Linked DNA regions of Sus scrofa: regions 2, 3 and 4 are each linked to region 1. A link is a contact called in public HiChIP or PLAC-seq data. All regions are on one chromosome and are shown on one strand. The core of a region is the stretch at or near the end of the contact, and the rest is flanking DNA. Distances in the headings are between cores, read along the strand shown. Region 1 has its middle 85 kb from the start of CD180. Region 2 has its middle 110 kb from the start of PIK3R1. Region 3 has its middle 130 kb from the start of PIK3R1. Region 4 has its middle 150 kb from the start of PIK3R1.

Region 1 (3,535 bases), core at 632-3,131:
GTTTTGCTTCCTAACTTCTATCTCCGTGACTTTGGAAAATTTATCTTTTCTGATCTTCGGTTTTTTCCTCAATAAAGTAGTGTGCTAGCAAGAAGACCTGCCCCATAAGATCACCTAAGTAGTAAATCAACTAATGAACATAAAGCATGGAGCAGGGGCCCAACACATAAGTGCCCAATAAATGGAGCTTTTTATTTGTTCTCTGCAGTTAAAATACGTACCGATGCTGAGAATACAGGCTAACAGCTGGTAACCAGCAAACCTGCTAAAGCTCTATCAGGTGCAACTTCTGTAAATGGAAAACATCTGGTTCACTTCACAGGCCACTAGGGTTTCAGTCAAATAAAATAAATATAGGCCTAAAGAAAATTTAGAGAAAATATGCACTCAAAAGGTCACTTTAATGCATGATTGTGTGAATTGAATATTAAAATGTTCCTGCCACTGTCTGAATATACTGTGATTAGTTGCAATCTGCAAATGATACAATACTGTTTTTCCAAGGATTAAAGTTTCTTATTCCAAGTTCAACACATATGTTGAAGCTTTGCTTTCTTTCTCCCACCAGGATTTTTATAGGGGAGCATGAATTAAGATTAAATAAACATATAACAAACCCATATCACATTTTTAGCTGGGGGAAAAAAAAGGAATCAGTCAACCCACCTCTCTCCTTCCAGCTGGGCAATAAATGTCAGTTGTTCTACTTAAACAGAAACAGGGCCTGTCTCATGTCTCTGTAGGAGCCAAGTGAGATGAGAAACCAAAGAAAAGAGATGATTGTTTCAAAAACTGCAATGCTGTGTGTTCTTGGAGTTCTCAAAAAGCAATAACTGCTGAACATCACATTTTGAGCTATCAAAGGGCTCCTGTTCAAGAGTTAAACCTATGCCACAACAGGGCTTTGATGACATGCGATGTGAATAGAAAAGTTTCTATACATTTTCTTCCTTCAAATACTCTAGGGAAAATACTAAAGCTGGTAAAAGAGGATCACTCAGTGGAAGGGAAATGATGAACCGCCCTAGCTTTCAAAAATCACTGAAATGCCTCCTGCCTAGTGAGCTGAGGTCACATACATTCATGTTGATATGTACCTAAAACACTAAGGATAACAAATGCAAAACCGATTCCACTAGTCTTTAGAAAATAATTTTCCTTTTAAAAAATGTGTATCTATTATGTCTTGAATTAAGAAGAAATTCTGTTTTAGAAGAAATTCTGTTTTAAGAAAGAAGAGAAACTCCATGGTTTTCAGAATTCCAAACAGCTTAGACTGAATTTCTTATGCTCTGGATACAAAATCAGAATGCCTATAAGAAATACAGGAAGGGAGTTCCCATTGTGGCGCAGCAGAAACAAATCCAACTAGTAACCATGAGGTTGTAGGTTCGATCCCTGGCCTCGCTCAATGGGTCAAGGATCCGGCATTGCCATGAGCTGTGGTGTGAGTTACAGATGCGGCTTAAATCCTGTGTGGCTGTAGCTGTGGCATAGGCCGGTGGCTGTAGCTCTGAATTGACCCTTAGCCTGGGAACTTCCATATGCCACAGGTGTGGCCCCCAAAAACAAACAAACAAACAAACAAAAAAAAGACACAGAAAATTCTCACTCATGCTTTCCCAACTTATCCAGAGCAGATGCAAGCTAACCCTTAACAGCCCTAGCAACTTCTTTTTCAGCTCACTTCACCCTGTGCCTTAGAATTGGACAAGGTCAGGTGCTGCTTCGGGGAAACAGTTTTCCCACACTTGAGGCAAAGTAAAGTTGTGAATGATATCTAATGGAGAGCAGTTGGTAATATAGACAGAATTACCTCCCCACGCCCACAGCCCTCCTCCTATTAAGAAGCCTGTGCTCTGTCTGTGACCATCCCTGCATCATGCATCACACTGTGAAGGTCACACTCAGGGCAGAAGACACAATTCTCAGAATATTCAGTAATCCCCTGCTGGGCGGGGCCAAATCCTGGGAACAAGAAATCTAAAGGAACAAAAATTATGTTGAAAGTGTTTTGAAACAGTGAATTTTGTGTATGTCGAACAGAGGGTCATTTGATTTCATTTTGTTTTCTAAAATGCTCGTGGGCAGAATGGTCTGACGTGCCACTTCTGTGGGTGTTGCCAACAAGTTCACCCAGTATGAAATTCTACCCCAGGAACTCTCCCCTTCGAAAAGAACACATTCCTCCACCTCTACCTCCTTCTGCGTGTGCAGACTTAATAATTCAGCAGCAGATGTTCCTTTACCAGAGGGAAAGGGTATCCTGAGGGTATTAAAAGGTTCACCTGCCAAAGATCACTCTCCATTTAGCTTTTCTTTTTTTTTTTTTTTTTTGTCTTTTGTCTTTTTTGTTGTTGTTTTGTTGTTGTTGTTGTTGTTGTTGCTATTTCTTGGGCCGCTCCTGCAGCATATGGAGGTTCCCAGGCTAGGGGTTGAATCCGGCCTACGCCAGAGCCACAGCAACGCGGGATCCGAGCCGCGTCTGCAACCTACACCACAGCTCACGGCAACGCCGGATTGTTAACCCACTGAGCAAGGGCAGGGACCGAACCCGCAACCTCATGGTTCCTAGTCAGATTCGTTAACCACTGCGCCACGACGGGAACTCCTCCATTTAGCTTTTCAGTTACAGTCAGTGGTTTAGGGACTGGAATGGGATGGCAAATGGGCATATCTGGGTGGAGGGCTGGAGCGAGAGTGAAAGGCACCCCACAGCACAGATGTTGAGCCAAAACCTGCTTGGGCTTCACAATGGGGCTGTGACCCTCGGGGGTGGGATGAACAGGCAAGATCAGGAACTGGGGAGATTAGACGGACTTAAGATTCATTCCTTAATTATTTTTCCCCCAAAAGCCCAGCCGAGACTAGGAAACAAGTATGGACCAGAACATGTATCTCCAACTGTCCTCACATTACCATGAAAACGTAATAGATTTAGAGAATCACAGCTTCCCCCCCCAAGAGAATATACCAGAATAACCTTAGAATCACTGATGTGTAACAGCATATTCAAAGATTAAGGTGTTTAGGTATCCAGTTCAGGAGTTCTTAACATTTGGAAAACCAAAGACTGCTTTAGGGAATATGACCAAAGCAATGAGCTTCCCCAGAAAAATGCCCATAGCATAAAGATATATACATACTGCAAACTATTCTGGATGGTTCAAAGACCCTTGAAGCCCTCTGGATCATGAGCAAGAGACATCTAACCTAGCCATCTCCCACTTTCCTACCCCATTATGAAATGAGAAAGCAGAGGGCTCAATGGGTAGAACACTCTCTAGTTTTGAAAAGCCAAGGTTGAGGCGGAGCCAAAGCTAGTTACATTTACCTCAATTCCTAAAGCAGGATTTTTTTCTACTGCTTTGTAAATCAAAGACATTTCCATCCTTTTTATTTATATTTTAGCTCCAAGATACATGAAAATCAGTGTCTTCTGTTGCCACTCAACAAGAGCATGCTTATTTTACATACAGATTGATTTTTTTTTTTTTAATTCTGGGAAAGGAAGGTTCTAATGAGAGCTACCTGG
Region 2 (3,535 bases), core at 356-2,855, 660 kb before region 1:
TAATGTGTTCCAGTCAAATGAAGTTCCAAAGACATGACAAGGTCAAAGGCTTTACAGAAATTTTGATGGGAAAATATGCTACTAAAATGGAATCATCACATCACAAACAACACTATAGATATGAAAAACTCAAAAGAATCTTTGCCATTGCAGATAGTGCTCTTTTCACATTGAGTGAGAGGATTTCATTCCAACACAACTTCATTGTCTGCATTCAATGACTTTATTTGAATTTTGCACATTTTTGGTTTATATACAATTTTTAATTTTATTTTGGCTGGATACTGGTATAACAGCTATAGATATAAGGAGTTTGTGCCTGTATTAATGCTTATAGATATTTAAGTAACATTTAAATTATTTTTTTTTAATTTTTAAAAAATTTTTTGGTCACCCCACAGCATATGGAATTTCCAGGCCAGGGATCAGATTTGAGCCACAATTGCAAACTGTGCTGCAGCTTTGGCAATGCCAAATCCTTAACCTTCTGTGCCAGATGGGGGATTGAATCCGCATCCTGGTGCTGCAGACAGAGCCAATCCCCTTTTACCACAGTGGGAACTCTTCGATTAAATAAGTGACATTCACATGTTCACCGTATTAATTTTTTTTACCTTAAATAAATGTCTATACCTAAGATTTGAGAACCTGATCTTGATTATATAGCTCTATATATTTCTCTAAATTCCCCTGAGCAGTGTGGGAAAGCAGGCAGTATTGGTGGTTAAGGATGCTGAAGACACAGAGAAAAGCTAGATAATTATGGGGACTTCCTGGGTAGAGTTTCTCCATAGCCAGAGTTATATCCTCAAACTAGGGATGAGCCACAGGGAAAAGTGGCATCAGAGCTCAAAACCTGTTTGCCAAACTGTTTGGAGGAAGCCAAATGAATGCTGGCATCTGAGAGTGGCTGCAGAGCAAGAAGAAAAAGTGACTGCACAAAGGCAGTATTGGTTTTACATATGTTTAAGGAATTGGGTATCAAAATATGAGTCAGAAAACCAAAACTGGTTTTCAAAAGGTCAGTTCAGGGCTGGAGCATAAACCAATGAAGCAGCCAGAAGGACATCTCCCAACAAACTAGTAATGGTTAGACCCTACAGAGAGGACTATGTTAGGTTAGCAACTCCCCAGTGGAGGCAGGAAAGCAAAGACTGATGAAGATGGTAGAAAATGAAAAAAAGATGGTAGAAAAAGCAAATGAAAAGAGATTAAAGAAACCCACATTCTTTTGCTTGGCGAGATAAAATAAAAACATAAACCAATTTCTATTGGCTAGTTTATACAAGGGGATCATAGGAAGTGGGGGACCAGCCATTCTTCATCTCATGAAATGGAAAATATAAAAGTAGGACACAAGGCCAACTCTAGGGATTTAGATTGGTAAGTTAGGAGAAATAACCTTGAATGGAGCTTATGGGGACTCCTCTCTGAAGGGGTTGAATCCAGTCTCTAGGAGCACTTGTAAAACAGCTGACTGAAGCCTGTTCTGCCAGAATGAACTCAGGACCTGTTGGCCATTTCTGTGCACTGCTGAGAGGAAAAAGGAGAAGTCAGAAATGAATCTCAACAAGAGTGGAAACAGAGAAGGACTGTGTTTAGGGATGTGGAGGAGGGAGCCCCCTGAATGTGAGTTGGCGAGAACTTCTGCCCATAGGAAAGGGATGAGTCAGTGACCCCAAGGCTGCTGGATGAACCAGGGAGCTCATGTTTGGAGATCTCTGTGTGGAAGAAGCTGTCTAAATATTAGGCTATTTTTTTTAATTAAGGTTCACATACAGCAAATTACTTTCAGTATTTGCTAAAATCTTCTACTCTGTGTAAACTTCTCCAGCAGCTTCTTTAGGCTCTTCTCAGCAAAAAGTTGGAAGAATTTTTTTTTCTCCAGAGTTTTCAATTCTTTTTATTCATTCATCTCTCTTTTTCTTTTTGTATTTTTAGGGGCCACACCCACAGCATATGGAGGTTCCTAGGCTAGGGGTCAAATCAGAGCTGTGGCTGCTGGCCTACACAACAGCCACAGCAAAGCCGGATCCTCAACCCACTGAGCGAGGCCAGGGATCGAACCTGCATCCTCATGGATGCTAGTCAGATTTGTTTCTGCTGAGCCTTTATGGTAACTTCCCCATTTTTAATTCTATTTGAAGGTCAAAATGCTCTGCTTCACTAGAGAGCTCCCCCATTAAAAAGCCCTTAAAAACAAACAAAAAAGGATGGGACATATATCCTGAAAATTTGGCCTTTTGTAAGCGAGGATGAGAATGCCTGTGGATCTCTATAGTTTCAGCTAATGAGGAACGAGTTCATAGCTAGACCTTGAAAACACAGACTGGAACGAGTTCACAGCTAGACCTTGAAAACACAGACTGGAAAAGAAAATCACTCTCATGGTGCTTTTTGTTCTTAGGTGACTGCTCAGAAGTTCATACACTGGGCACAACGCTCTGAGGAGCTGAGAGAGAAATTCATTTTATGAGGATGGTTACTGTGTGAGGCATACCAAGAAAACACTGGAAAATGTGACTTTCTTATGACATTTGCTGCCCTTGCCTTTACCATGAGGAAAATCTGAGGATCAATGAATTCAATAAATAGAAACCCACACCACCCCAAATGTCAACTTTCTTGAGATAGGAGTAGGCGAGGTCCTCTCTCTGGGAGTAGGTTTCCACCTGCATGCGTTTTACACTCGGGATTGAACCAGAGATGGAGAAAGTGGGGGATATTCAGGAAGAGCTATAATAACATTTTTTTTATGATCACATCTTCTTGAACTTGGCATTTTGAGTCACACTGAGGATATTTTCAATAAACTCAGATGGTGAGAAATTAGAAACAGTTTTTGAGTAGATCAAGTCTGCATGCTTGGAATTAAACATGGAACAAATCTGTCTATCAAATTATTGAATGACACCCTTAATCCATTAAACATTAGTTTAAGTGCCCACATCTAAAATGATTTTGGACTTTCTGATGAGGTTCCTGGAGACTTATTTTCCCAAAAAGTTTAGTGTGCAACCACAGAAACGAATGTGTGATTTGCTGGTGGGTGACTGGAGAGACCTGATCTTGCATTGTTGCTACAAACTATGAAGGAGGAGGGTGTACTGGAAAGAGCTCAGGGCTAGGAATGAGCACACCCAGGCTCTGACTCCTCCTTGACTGATTCATGTAACCCCCCCTGTGCATTTTCCCCCATATTAAAAAAATGTGCCTCTAAGAATCTACATTGCATCACTGCCTAGCTACCATGCATTTAGCTAAGTCCCAGCGGACCCATTATTGACCTTATCATTCTGCTTCTGCAACTCACCCTTCTTCCTGTGTCCTTGGCCACTGTGAAAAAGCCATGGTCCACCTGGCCATCCAAGAATAAAGCCTTGGTAATTAACCTTCCCTCCTCCCTCCCTCCCTTTCTTCCTTCCATAACCTGTCTCCTTCTCTCATTGAGGTTGTCACTAAATCTGGCCCCCTTTTCCTTCTGAATATTGCTTGCCTCTTTCCCCTCCTCTGTAGCTCCCTCCCCAGAGATCCT
Region 3 (3,535 bases), core at 620-3,119, 630 kb before region 1:
CCTTCTCATTCTCTTCATATGCCGACTTCACAACCTACTCTGATATACATCGTCCTGCTATTAGCTGTGCTTAGATTACATTATGATGCCTAAAAACTCTCCACCTTTGAGCGCAGTAGTATCATTTGTATAGATTTTTTCTTGCATGATTTTTTGTATGTCCTAGAATTAATACTCCTTTTAAAAAATTCTTAATTTTCTATTTCCCATTACCATTTTTGTCAATGACCCAATGGTACTATAAACCGCCCTCTTAATATTTCCCATGCTTTGCATCCATCTTATTTTTTTCCTCCCTGGAGATATCCCTCTAGGAATCCTCCATCCTTTTGTTTTAATCTCAACCTGTTGTTCTCTAGGCCTTCTACTCAGCTGTCTTCTGGGGGCCTCCCTTGATTGTCACCTGATGACATAACTGTGGTTCAAGAAATCTTCTCTGGCAGTCTTTTGTGGGACATATTGGAGCCAGGAGAGATGAAAGCAAGAAGACTAATTCAGAGGACTTTGGAGTGAGCTCAGCCTTGAGATAATTAGAAGAACTTCAAATGCATGCTATGGAGTGAGTCAGAGTCTCTTTTCAGGTTCAGTGATAATATTTCCAAAAGATTTTGTTATTATCATTGTTGCTATTAGTATTATTATTCCTGTATAGGTCAGGGTTCAATCACACAAGCAGGGTCACTATGAGTCAAATAGGATAAGACATTTACTTTGTAGAGATTTTACACAATTCTGAGAGGCGAGGGGAGTGGAAGACCCGAGGATTCACCAGCTAGTCAAACTAGAAGCCAACCCTGTCCAGCCACTGAAGTGGGATCATGAGGGGTATGGGAAAAGTCTGAGTCCTCAGCCTTTTGTCTAGAGATGGTTCCGAGCCACTGTTAGTCAGTAGGGTCAACAATCTGGAAGAAGGGCTGGGGAGCAGAGGGGAGCCAGGAGAACCTGGATCTTCTGGCATCTCCACATCTATCTTCTGGTATCTCCACATCTATCTGGCACTTCTTCTATGACATCCAGAGAGTAACAGACTTGCACTTTTTTTCTGCACAAGTACCTCTTTGGGCCAACTCTAGAACACAGTTCCAGCTTAACCAAACTGACAGCTGGTTATTACCAACTGAATTGTGTGTCAGTCTCTCTTGCCACTTTCCAAATTCATATATTGACATCCTAACCCCACCCCACCCCTAGAACCTCAGAATGTGACTGTATTTGGAGACAGGATCATCAAGTAGTGATTAAAGCTAAATGAGGTCATTAGGGTGGGCTCAATCCAATACGTTTGGTATCCTCAGAAGAAGAGAAGATGAGGACATAGACATAGAAGCAAGGCCGTGTGAAGACAAAGGGAGAAGACAGCCATCTACAAGCCAAGGAAAGGAGCCTTGGCAGTATCAACCTTGCCGGTGCTTTAGTCTAAGACTGCCAGCTTCTAGAACTATGAGAAAATGAATTTCTGACATTTAAGCCACCCAGCCTGCAGTACTTTGTCATGATAGCCCTAGTAGTCTAACACACTGGTCAATCCAACACCATGCCTTACAACTGTATATTGCTTTATATATGGCAAAACATTTCAGCATAGTAAGAATAGCAAGCACTGATAATCATAGCTAACGTGTATACAGGGTTACTATGTGTTAGACATTGTTCTAAGCACTTTACATGTATTAACCAATTTAATCCACACATCAACCCTATGAGATAATCATTTTCATTCCCATTTTACAGATGAGGAAAACAAAGCACAGATAATTCAGTTAATTTGCTTGAAGTCCTACAGCTTGTAAATGCTGAAGCCAGGATTCAAGCCCTGGCATTCTAATCCCGTGACCTCATGCTGCCCTTGACTCTGGCCTCCCCAGCATCTGACCTTTCTTTCCACTTGTGTGGCGTCACCCTGCTCACACAGGCACAGCTCATGCTTCATCTTCCCCTTTAGGGACGTGAATCTAACTTCCTTGTCCTTTTGGTGGATTTCTGCTTTTGTTCACAGGGGAAATCTGTGGGGGAACCCGTGTACGTTTCCCATGGCACTCACCCAGCTTCTTGCTTCCCTAACCACGGGGCTGTTGACCCCAGGTCTCTATTTCCCATAAAGGAAAGCCTCATTCCCGGAGTGGTGGGGTCATCATGTGATAGAACATTGTTCAGATGACAGATAGAGTCAGGTAGCCTGCCGGCCTGCCTGCCTGCCTACCTGCCTTCTTTCTTTCCCTTTCTTTCTTTCTTTCTTTCTTTCTTTCTTTCTTTCTTTCTTTCTTTCTTTCTTTCTTTCTTTCTTTCTTTCTCTCTCTCTCTCTCTCTCTCTCTCTCTCTCTCTCTCTCTCTCTCTCTTTCTTTCTTTCTTTCTTTCTTTCTTTCTTTCTTTTTTCTTTCTTTCTTTCTTTCTTTCTTTCTTTCCTTGTCTTTTTAGGTCTGCATCTGTGGCACATGGAGGTTCCCAGGCTAGGGGTCCAGTCGGAGCTACAGCTGCTGGCCTACACCACAGCCCCAACAACTCTGGATATGAGCCACATCTCTGACCTATTCCACAGCTAATGGCAATGCTGGATCCTTAACCCATTGAGCAAGGCCAGGGATCGAACCTGAGTCCTCAGAGATACTAGTTGGGTTTGTTAACTGCAGAGCCACCATGGCAACACCCATAGTCTCTATTTCCTTCTGGAAAAAAAATTTGATTTCAACGTCACTTCTCTTGATAGTGGTCAAAACAGTTCTCCTGCCTTAGATCATGTGATTATTCAGCAGCTCTCTGTCATCCAAATCGTCAGTTCCAGAAGGGGTCAGTCTCACTCCCAGAAATGACGCATCTCCGAAGCGTCTCTTGCTTATACCAAAATGCACGAATATTTGTGAACACAAAGAAGTGTGTCTATCTGAATAGGTCAGTGATCTCTGGCACCCTGAACCCTTGCTTGTAACTATGGGGTGTTCCTACCATGAAGAAGAAAAGATGGAAATGACTGTCTGTTTCCACAGATAACTTTTCTTTTCTGACCCTGAATTCATTTTGTGTGTGGTAGTGACCATCACGAGAAGGGGAGGAGGGAGGTGTGTGGCATATGATCAGATGATTCTTTTCCATTTTAAATGCTTCCTCTCTCTGACCTCTAGTTTAGGATAGCTGAGTCCCGACCATTGGGCCTGAGCTACAGGCCTGTTTGCCACAGAGCACTGAGCCCAGGACTCTGTATTAGCCAGAGAAGCAGGTAGCTTTGGCAGGTGCCAAGTGAACACAGATGCCCTCACTTCTTCTGGGAAAGTGACCCCACTCTAAATTACTGGGCTATTTCTATCCTTTTGTCTACTGCCAAACTTCTCAAAGACCATCTGTATCTGTCAGAGCTCTTGGTTACAAACCACAGACACTAGCTCTGGGTGAATTAAAGCAGCAAAGGTATGGACTATAAGGACACCATGGAGCTAACAGAATGGATGGGATGGCCAGAAGGAAAAGAGGAGCAAAGAGGCCTGACTCCAGAAGGCCAGGGGCAGAGATACACTCAGGACTGTGCTCTAAGGAGAAGGTCGT
Region 4 (3,535 bases), core at 508-3,007, 610 kb before region 1:
CAAAGAACAAAATAATGCCATTTGCAGCAACATGGATGGAACTAGAGACTCTCATACTAAGTGAAGTAAGTCAGAAAGAGAAAGAAAAATACCATATGATATCACTTATATTTGGAATATAATATATGGCACAAATGAACCTTTCCACAGAAAGGAAAACCATGGACTTGGAAAAGAGACTTGTGGTTGACAAGGGGGAGGGGGAGGGGGAGGGAATGGGGTGGTTGGGGAGCTTGGGGTTAATATATACAAACTATTGCCTTTGGAATGCATTATCAGTGAGATCCTGCTGTGTAACACTGGGAAATACGTCTAATCACTTATGATGGAGCATGATAATGCACAAAAATAGAATGTGTACATGTATGTGTAACTGGGTCACCATGCTGTACAGTGGGGAAAAAATTGTATTGGGGAAATAACAATTAAAAAAACATAAAGGAAGACTTGCTATGTAGATACAGTGGAATAGTACTCAGCCATTAGAAAAAGAATGAAATAATGCCATTTGCAGCAATATAGATGCATCCTAAGTCAGAAAGAGAAGGACAAATACCATATGATATTACTTATATGTGGAATATAAAATATGGCACAAACGCACCTATGTAAGGAACAGAAACAGATTCAGTCATGGAGAACAAACTTGTGGCTACCAAGGGGGAAAGGGAAGGAGTGGGATGGACCGGCCATTGGGGGTTAATAGATGCAAACTATTACATTTAGAATGGATAAGAAATGAGGTCCTATGTGGAATCTGAAAAAAGGACAGACTGAACTTCTTTACAGAACAGATGCTGACTGACAGACATTGAAAAACTTATGGTCTCCAGAGGAGACAGTTTGGGGGGTGGAGGGATGTGCTTGGGTTGTGGGATGGAAATCCTGTGAAATCAGATTGTTATGATCATTATACAACTACAGATGTGATAAATTCATTTGAGTAATTAAAAAAAAAAAGAAATGAGGTCCTGCTGTACAGCACAGGGAACTATATCCTATCTCTTGGGATAGAACATGATGAAAGATAGTATGAGAAAAAGAATGTGTGTACACACACACACACACACACACACACACACACACATATGTATGACTGGATCACTATGGTATACAGCAGAAATTGGCACAACACTGTAAATCAATTATACCTTAATAAAAAAGAAATATGTTCATTGAAGAATATTTAGAAAACAGATTAAATAAGAAAACAAAAAACCAACTATAGTCAACTAGAAGTTAATCATTTTTAACATTTTAATATAGATTTAGCTTGTATTATACTATACAATTTAAAAATGTAGTTGATATGCTTTATCCCATGTAGAGAATAAACTATATATATGTATATATATGATTTGTCTGTGGCAAAGAGCCTTGAAAAGTTATTGTAAGCATCCTGTATCAATATTGCCCCATAGGCAAATTAATTCTGGTACCTCAACAAAATATTCCTGGGTGGGTGAACAGTTTCTCATAACTTTGATTTTCTTCCCTATCATTTTATTATGGAAATAAAGAGGATGAAGAAGGGAATGAGCATTTATGGAATATCTACTCTATGACCAGAATGTTCCATAGATACTCAAAAAAGTCCCCAATTCTCCTGCCCCTGAAGCTTGCCGTGAATGCTCAATGATGAGCTCCATTCCACAGGAGCTTGCTTTCATGAGTTTCTTCTTTCTTAATCATCCTAAGTCTTGCCAGAAAATGCGCCTACAAGTTCTCTGAGCTGACCTCACCCTGGACTTCTCCTCCAGTCATTTCTCTCCACACTTCTGTCCTTCCCTCATCAACCCTGCTGTTCTCTCTCCATCCTGGGGCATTCCAGGAGTGAACTATGGCCTTTCTCTTTACCCAGAAAGCACAACTACCTCCTAGTTTCAGTGTAAGATACAATTTTATAAATGGCTTGGGCAGAATATAAAGCAATTACAAGGCCAAGATGGCAATTTTAGACCGTATACCAGATACCCTACTCCTGAAAACCAGGAGCTCAACTTCTTCACAGGGACGAGTGGTTGGCTGCTGCCTTGTGAGACCTCTGGTCAGGGGCTGGCCCAGTGCCTTCAACTCTGTGCTTACCTACCTTAGGTCAAGTTTCTCTCAATCAGACTTACTGTCCCAGACCGGCCTTTTACATTATTACGCATAGAAGCCTTGTTCCTCATTCTCCGAATGTCTTGGTTATAAAATGGAATTTGGCCTTTTCCTCTGGATAGCTAAATTCCCCCCTTGAAATGCTGTTCTCAGGCAAAGAAGCCAACTTCCTCTAAAAATACATTCTTGAGCAATAGGTATAGAGAACAGGTGGTTTATGTATTTTTTCTTTTTAGACATAGCTACCCATAGGTTATTCCCTTGTAAAAAATGTATATAGTCCATGCCTTTAACTTACTGATTTGCTTATGGTCTATCTTCCCTTAACAAGAACCTAAGTTCCATAAAGGTGTGATTTGGGGGTGTGTCACCGTTTTATCTAAATCAGTGTCTGACATCCTAATATCTGTTGAAGGAATAAACCTTATTTAGTCCCCAATATAAGCCTAAAAGATAGGTATTATTAATCTCATTTTCCAAAAGAGGAAAAGAGGCTAAAAGAGCATAAGCGGCTTTTCCAGGACCCCAAAGATAGGAAGTCAGAAAACACTTTCGACAAGCTTTAGAGGCCATGTTTTTTCTGCTATATTTATTTATTATCTTTTTTTTTTTCTCAATAGTATTTAGTAGCTTCTGCCAGTCTTAGCTTTGTTAGGGGTTTTGTCTGAACTTAACTATACAATTAAAGGGGACTATTTCTCAGGATAATAACGTGGTGGTGAAAAAGATTCAAAGGATACGTGAAATGCAACAGAATGGAGTCAGGGCTACGTAAGGGTCTCATCCTTGGAATTCCTCCCTTCTAGGTTTGACTCTCACCTTTGCTAAAAACAAAAGAAAACATCCTAGCGCCTGGTAAACTTGATTTTTCAACATGGATTTGTTCCACATTTCAGCATCCACTGCTCTCTCTCTTTGGTCCAAAGTCTAATCTTGAAGAACTTATTGTATTTTGATGCCACAGAACAGAACGTATACATATCTGAATCACCTTGCTGTACACTTGAAACTAATACAACATTAACCAATGATACTTTAATTTAAAAATAAAAGAACAGAGCAAACTTGGGTGACTGACAGTGGAACAAATCTACAAATTGGAAACCCTGGGGCCACCGTGCCAAGCCTATATAGCTATAGATCACTACAAGTTAAAAATAGAAGCAGAATTGATAGTAAAAAAAAAAGAAAGGCTTCACTTATCATTTAGTGTGTCTTTTTAGCTTTGTTATTAGCATGATGTGTAACTCACAGTAGGTATGTAATAAATACCTGATGGTTGACTAACTGGTTGAACTCCCCTCATATCACCCAGTGTCCTTGCTCTTCAGTCTGAATTCACCCCATGCTAGTTTGTTCCTGAGGTTCTCTGGGATCTTCTGAAGGACTGTGGAGCTGGTAGCTTGATAGTTACACATTTGAAGATATAAAGTCT

Evidence for each region. HiChIP or PLAC-seq counts read pairs in DNA pulled down with a chosen protein or histone mark.
Region 2: an H3K27ac HiChIP or PLAC-seq map of alveolar macrophages shows a contact between it and region 1. The contact joins two enhancer-like sites. A contact is called at or near these places in 1 of 47 Hi-C or Micro-C datasets (fibroblasts) and 1 of 2 datasets of contacts at active chromatin or transcription factors (alveolar macrophages).
Region 3: an H3K27ac HiChIP or PLAC-seq map of alveolar macrophages shows a contact between it and region 1. The contact joins two enhancer-like sites. A contact is called at or near these places in 2 of 2 datasets of contacts at active chromatin or transcription factors (alveolar macrophages and skeletal muscle).
Region 4: a contact with region 1 is called in an H3K27ac HiChIP or PLAC-seq map of alveolar macrophages. The contact joins two enhancer-like sites. A contact is called at or near these places in 2 of 2 datasets of contacts at active chromatin or transcription factors (alveolar macrophages and skeletal muscle).

What each region holds. Positions count from the first base shown.
Region 1 is chr16:45,671,122-45,674,656 of Sscrofa11.1, reverse strand. No RefSeq gene overlaps it. Among named protein-coding and RNA genes, the nearest start is that of CD180, 85 kb to the right of the region's middle. Within about 2 kb of position 1,881, at least 9 of the 83 cell types and tissues checked have an H3K27ac peak or open chromatin away from gene starts, as enhancers often do. A contact at or near this core is called in alveolar macrophages, where this site is marked.
Region 2 is chr16:46,327,526-46,331,060 of Sscrofa11.1, reverse strand. No RefSeq gene overlaps it. Among named protein-coding and RNA genes, the nearest start is that of PIK3R1, 110 kb to the left of the region's middle. Within about 2 kb of position 1,605, at least 2 of the 83 cell types and tissues checked have an H3K27ac peak or open chromatin away from gene starts, as enhancers often do. A contact at or near this core is called in alveolar macrophages, where this site is marked.
Region 3 is chr16:46,299,490-46,303,024 of Sscrofa11.1, reverse strand. No RefSeq gene overlaps it. Among named protein-coding and RNA genes, the nearest start is that of PIK3R1, 130 kb to the left of the region's middle. Within about 2 kb of position 1,869, at least 11 of the 83 cell types and tissues checked have an H3K27ac peak or open chromatin away from gene starts, as enhancers often do. A contact at or near this core is called in alveolar macrophages, where this site is marked.
Region 4 is chr16:46,280,698-46,284,232 of Sscrofa11.1, reverse strand. No RefSeq gene overlaps it. Among named protein-coding and RNA genes, the nearest start is that of PIK3R1, 150 kb to the left of the region's middle. Within about 2 kb of position 1,757, at least 1 of the 83 cell types and tissues checked has an H3K27ac peak or open chromatin away from gene starts, as enhancers often do. A contact at or near this core is called in alveolar macrophages, where this site is marked.